2 separate regions of the Gossypium hirsutum genome follow, and region 1 is linked to region 2. A link is a contact called in public Hi-C data. All regions are on one chromosome and are shown on one strand. Each heading gives the region's core, a stretch centred on a gene start, on an enhancer-like site or on the middle of the called end of the contact. The rest is flanking DNA. Distances are from core to core; before and after follow the strand shown.

Region 1 (3,072 bases), core at 507-3,006, 180 kb after region 2:
CTAATCTTTAATGCTGCTGATGCATTCTATTTTTCTAGAACAATCTCATTTCTTTTGCTCGGTTAGGGCTGGTCTGTTGATTTTGACCAATCTGTATTTTGGACTCTCTGTTATGAGCTTTGTTTTTAATAATAAAAATCCAACAATTTCTAAAAAAAAAAAAAACACAAGTTGTACAAATAAAAAACAAATCCCCCAATAAAAAAATTTTATTTTTCTTGTTCTTTTCTCTCCTTATAATGAATACATGTTAAACAAAAACAAAAAATTTGCACACTAATTTATTCAAGAAAAAAAAACAGTTGCACACTAATTTTCAAGCGGTGTGCTTGTTAGAGATTAAAAAAAAGAAAAAACGAAAAACAAAATTAAAAAAAAAAACTTGTTTATTTTCAAAAAAATTATTATTAATTTTTGTATTATACTTAAGTTGTATATTTAGTTGGTGTGCTTTAATTTGATCAATTTTAGTTTTTTATTTTTTTTATTGGATTGATTTTGAGCCCTTACACTTTTGTAATTTTAAAATTTAAGTCTATTAGCAATTAATTTTTTTTTGTTAATTTTTGTTATTACTCTTGTATCTCACATAAAATTGTAGATTTAATCGACGTTCTTTAATTTAGTCATTCTTAGTCCCTGTGCTTTTTCAATTTTAAAATTTTAATCTTGATGCAAATAACAACCATTAAATCTATTAACTTGCTTTTTTGTGAGTAATATATGAAAATAGCAAGTTGACATGGCATTAGACATAGAGCTGTTGCCCGGCCCGACGGCCGGCCTGAAATATGGGAGGGTTCGGGTAAAAATATAGGCCCAAAATATGGGTTTGGGTAAAAAAGAGGCCCGTTTAGAAAACGGGTCGGGCCTCGGGCACCACTTTTTTGGCCCGAGCCCGACCCACCCGGCCCGAATATAATAAATATATATTTTTATTTTTTTAATTTTAAAATATTTTTAAAATACTTTTTTATTTTTAAAATAAATTTTTAGTGTTTATTAAAAAAATGGCCGGGCCAGGCCGGGCTCGGGCTTAGAAATTTTTCCCGGGCCGGGCCTGGACAAAATTTCAGGCCCATTTTTGGGCCGAGCTGGGCCCGAGCCTAGGACACAGGCTGAAATTTTTTTGGGCCTGGCCCGAACCCGGCCCAACCCATGAACACCTCTAATTAGACATGTGCTAATATTTTTATTACATAAGATTTTGAAAATAAAAATACTTAATAAATTTAAGGGATAAATCTCAAAAAGTATACATGAACTTTGATTTAATGTGCAATTGTAAACATAAACTTTATTTGCTGCAATTATACACGTGAAACTCTAATTGTAGTTCAAATGTATACTTGAAACTTTAATTTTGATTTAATCATACACATTTAAAGAAATAAATACATCAATTTATTTTTATATTGGATAAATATAATTGCAATATATAAACATAAAATGATGTTATATCAATAATTGTGTTAATAATTTACAAGAATTGGATCAAATCAAAATTTCATGCATAAAATTACATAAAATCAAAATTCATGTATACAATTGCACATTAAATCATGGTTCATGTATAGTTTTGGTATTTATCCCTAAATTTAACAACCATCTTAAGGATATAAATTTTAAAATTCGATAAATACGATAACTAAATCAAAATATAAAAACTAAATTCATAAGTTATAGGGACTAATATCATAATTAAACAAAAAAATTGAATAAATAAAATAATCTGATTGAAGTGGTGGGAAGGGTTGAAATGTAAGCCGAAAGGGCATGATCTCAATGTCTTAACCTCTTTCTTATTTGGAACTATGACATTAAAGATTGCATCATTCCAGGGGACAACTAACTACGAAAAGTGATCCATACGGAACGAAATTCTGCAGAGTTTTAATGGCCCAAAAACTCACCTCCATCAAACCCAAACAATTGGTTCATTTTACCAAACCCATTAACATCCCTTGAGAGTTATCGTCTTTTCATTTGTGCCTTCCATTGCGACAGCGATTGACTTCGATTCAATTTCCATAGCTTGTTTTCATCAACCCTTTGTCGTCTCCGTACAAGACCTTGCTTAGAAGAAAAATGTCAACCTTCCCTGACTCTTTCACTCAACTCGCCGACGACTCCTTAGACTCTTTTGACTCTGTTCCACACCAGGAAGAAGACGGTGCCGGCTACGCCGGATACGACCCTTCTCAGCAATTCGACTCTTTCGCCGACCACTCGGATCATGCCAAGGGCTCCAGTGATGATGTGTTTGCATCAGATTCATACACAAATGGGGTGGGTTTTGGCCAAGATTTTGGCGGATCGGACGGCCCGGTTTTGCCTCCGCCGGCGGAGATGGAGCCTGAGGAAGGTGTTGCTCTCAGGGAATGGAGAAGGTTATGATCCATTAAAAAAATTTCATGTTTTTTTGAATAATTTTGTCTTATATTAAAGTATAGAGTTTGGGGAAGTTAAAGAGTTAGGAATTGAAGTTATGAATATGGCACTTAGGTATTTTGGAAATGTGCAAAAGATCTAGATTTAGTGAATTTTTTATCTTTATGAAGATTTTGAATATGTTTGGTTAAGTCATATTAGGGTGTAAAAGAACTGAATTTTGTGAAAAGTTTTAAATAAGTTTGGTTAAGCCATATTAGGGTTTAAGTAGGGAAATCTAAGAATTTAGTGCTAATTTCTGGGATTAGAAGTAGAGTTGTAGGATTTTACTTCTCTTTGGATTTATTCTTTTAAGAGATTGAATCAAAGAGAAGGAATGAGGTACTAGCATGGGTGCACCATATAAGAAATTCGGATAGAAGAATTGGGTCAAAATATGAAGTTAGATTTCGGCATGAAAATGGAGTTGTAGCGCTAGTAATTTCCCTCCAAGCTGGCATTTTTAAAACTAAAGATAAGCTAATTGGTGGTATCATTGGAAAAAAGCAGTTTCCTGTCAATTGGACACTCAAGCCATTATTGGACGGTATCTGCATCCTAAGAGCACAAATCTAGAGTATACTCTGGCTAGTTTGGAAAAAACGGAGAGCTAAAATATTTTAGGACAGGATTGGTTGTGCG
Region 2 (3,239 bases), core at 730-3,229:
CCATTGTCATAAACAGACAATACAACAAGACCATATGAGAAGGGCCTAATTCCAAGCTTGGCAAGAAGTGCAGCCTCAGAAGACCCAACCTTGTCGCCCTTCTTGATAAGCTCCACAGGAGTGATAATTTCAACAGTACCCTTGTTAATCTTGGTTGGAATATTAAGCACCTGAAATGTAACAAAATTAATGATATGAACTGAGCAGTGGTTCTAACAGGTAAAACACAAGATATCACTGGCAGACAAAGTGCAGTACCTGGAAGAAAGAAGTTTGTGAAGGGTCAAGCCCAGTGTTGCCGGGTGGGACAACCACATCAATGGGTGCAACCAGACCAACACGAGCAGGAGCTCCAACCTGTTCAAAACAAAATATGATGGTAAATCCAAGCACATCGAGAAAACAAGATATTTTAGCAAGAAACAACCATTACATCAAACGAAGTTGAACTTCATAGCACCAAGAAGAAATTCATAATACATTCAAATGAAAACTATTATAACTTACTAGGAAATGAACCAGCAGCAAACAATGAATCTTTCAACTTTTGAAGCCAGATCCAATAACACAATATTTTAGCAATAAACAACTACATTAAATTAACTTGAACTTTACAGAACCAAGAAAAAATTCATGATAGTCTGATTCAAAATACAACATATGAGTTTCAAATCTAGAACCAAAAGGACACACAATTGGACTCCACAAAGAGATTTCCGTCGAATGTATTGGTTAATTCAAGTATGGGGGTTCAAGTAAACTATTATAATATACTAGCAAATGAACCAGAAGCAAATGGTGTCCCCAACTTCTAAATCCAGAACCAAAAGAAAACCAGATAGAACTCCACAATCAGACTGGTATCAAATCCATTGCTTAATTTAAGAATATGGATTGCCGCAAACAATCACAATACGTTAGCAAGTGAGTTGAAAGCAAAGAATGAATCCCCAGAAGCATACATGCAACTTAACTTCTTACAATCGAGCCCAAAAGCTGAGAATGGAATTTCTCAGCTATCAAAAAGCTAAAATATTATTAAATCAATGTGAAAGATAAATACCTACTTTCAACAACATAATAATAACTTCAACAGAATATGAAATATCAAGTTCACATGTTCTTAATTCGATTTTCCATTTATTACATTGCAACATTGACAAAAAAAGAATGACAGAAACAATTCTAATATCAAATATTTCAATTTTAATTCATATGAAAGATATAATAACAAACCTTGTACTTGGCAACTTCCTCACTAACTTCCTTCAAATCACCCTTGGTAAAAATCAAACCAACATTTCCCTGATTAAAATAAACCCATAAAACAATCACTTCTTTGCTCTATACACAAAATAATAATGAGCCCAATATACCAAAAAAAATATATTAATAAATATTAGAAGTTTAAAGAACCTGAAGCAAGGGGATAAGGTTAAGGAAAGCCTGGTTTCCGGTTTTCTCAGCGTGCATACGGACCGACCGTTTCATCATTGTATTTTTACCCATGAGAACAACTGAGTCACCTCGAAGACCTTTGCGAATGTTCTGGAGCTGATTCGAACCCACATTGTCGGCTGCCGCAATTAAGATCTGGGTGTACTCGTCTAAGAGCTGACATAATTTAGCATCGTAGGCGATTTTCTTGTCGGCTTTGGAGGGCTTCACTGCCATTTTGGGATGGTAGTATTAGTAACAAAAGGCCAAGACGATGAGTTTATGCTCGGTTAAAATGGGGATTAGGGTTACAGTAGGGTTATATAGTAGGATGAGAAATGGGAAAGGGGAATTAGGGTTTTAGGGTTGTTCTTGACCAGACGGTCGAGATTGGGTTTGGGCTTCATATTCGACCGGTTTATCATGGTTTAGTGGACCTTAGAAATTGCCCTTTTTAAGACAAAACCTTGAAAATCAACGTTCAAATAGAAGACTGAGGTCATTATATCCGAAGACTTCTATACAATTAGCTTGCTTTTTCTTTCTCGCCCTTTGCATGTAATTATTTTGTAATTATATAAAGTTAATATATTTGGATAATTATTGCAATTTATAAGTTCGACTGAATTAGAAATTATACTTTTCAATTTTTAAGGGAATGCGAAAATTAGGATAATTACACTTAAATCTAATTATTGTATAACTTTTCAAATACTCGTACATGATTTAATTTCAAAAATTATTTTTATATAAGTTATAAAAAACTATATTATAATAATAAATAAGTAGGAGTGTTTGGTATGGGTATGGCCAAAAGTTTCTAAGGTTATATTATAAATCTTAAAAAAATATATTATAAAAAATAATTTATATGTATTTTTGAAAGTTATAACAAAAAAAATTATATTATAAAAATAATTTTAATGTTATAAAAGTGTTATAATCTACTTATTAATAAAAAAGTTAGAGTCATAAAGTATGGCATAACTTATTTACACGTCTAGGGGCAGATCCTCTAGAAGGCCTTGGCCCCACCAAAATTTAAAAAAAAAAGGTTTTTTTCCTTGAAATTTTAGAAAATTTTAATTAAGCTTCCTCAAATTTATGAAAATTCTTACTAATCTCACAAAATTTTCAATTAGACCCCCAATTGTTTAAAAAAAAGTCTCATTAAACTCTTAAATTTTTTGAAAATTTTACTAGGCCCCCAAAATTTAGTCAAAAAATCCACCATTGTACGTGTCCATGCTATATAGTATAAAAAATATTTTAAAAAAATGTTATAATTTTTTTCATTATTTATTTATAAAAAAATAACTTCCTAAAGTTATGACAAAAATTATATTATTTATAAGAGATGTTTGAAAGTTATTGGATACTTTATAAAACCTTTCTTTAAAAAGGTTATATATTATAAAATTTATATTATTTTAACTTAAGTACTTATTATAGAAAGGGCTATAGCCTAGCATAAGTCTCTTTTCAAATTGAGTTTATATAATTAAAACTATAGCTTATTTGCACTGGAACCCAAATATAATGTGGTAGATGCTACTTATGCAAATACAAAAATGTTTTCTTGCACCATATCATGAGGTACGATACCATTTGAGAGAATGGAGCCAAACATAAGTACTAGAGACAACTTGTGAAACTCTTTAATTTGAGACATTGAAAGCTTCCAAAATATGGTTAAGAAGACATTTGTTGTTCTAAAAAAGAGGTTTCCTATATTAACAACACCACCTTAGCATAACAATAAAAAAAAAAAAATTGGATCACATGTTATACTTTATAACTTC

The links. A called contact is a pair of places that touch in the nucleus more often than the background predicts.
Region 1: a Hi-C map of leaf shows a contact between it and region 2, with 3 times the contacts expected there. The contact joins the promoter of LOC107955167 here to the promoter of LOC107955164 in region 2. A contact is called at or near these places in 7 of 34 Hi-C or Micro-C datasets (callus, hypocotyl, leaf and 1 more).

Annotation. Positions count from the first base shown.
Region 1 is chrD04:13,157,253-13,160,324 of Gossypium_hirsutum_v2.1, forward strand. LOC107955167 (clathrin light chain 2) reads left to right here and starts at 1,757. Exons shown (of 3, transcript XM_016890895.2): 1 at 1,757-2,390. The coding sequence starts at 2,089.
Region 2 is chrD04:12,972,478-12,975,716 of Gossypium_hirsutum_v2.1, forward strand. It overlaps LOC107955164 (60S acidic ribosomal protein P0), which reads right to left and starts at 1,980. Exons shown (of 5, transcript XM_016890892.2): 1 at 1,417-1,980; 2 at 1,237-1,305; 3 at 259-357; 4 at 1-170. The coding sequence starts at 1,674.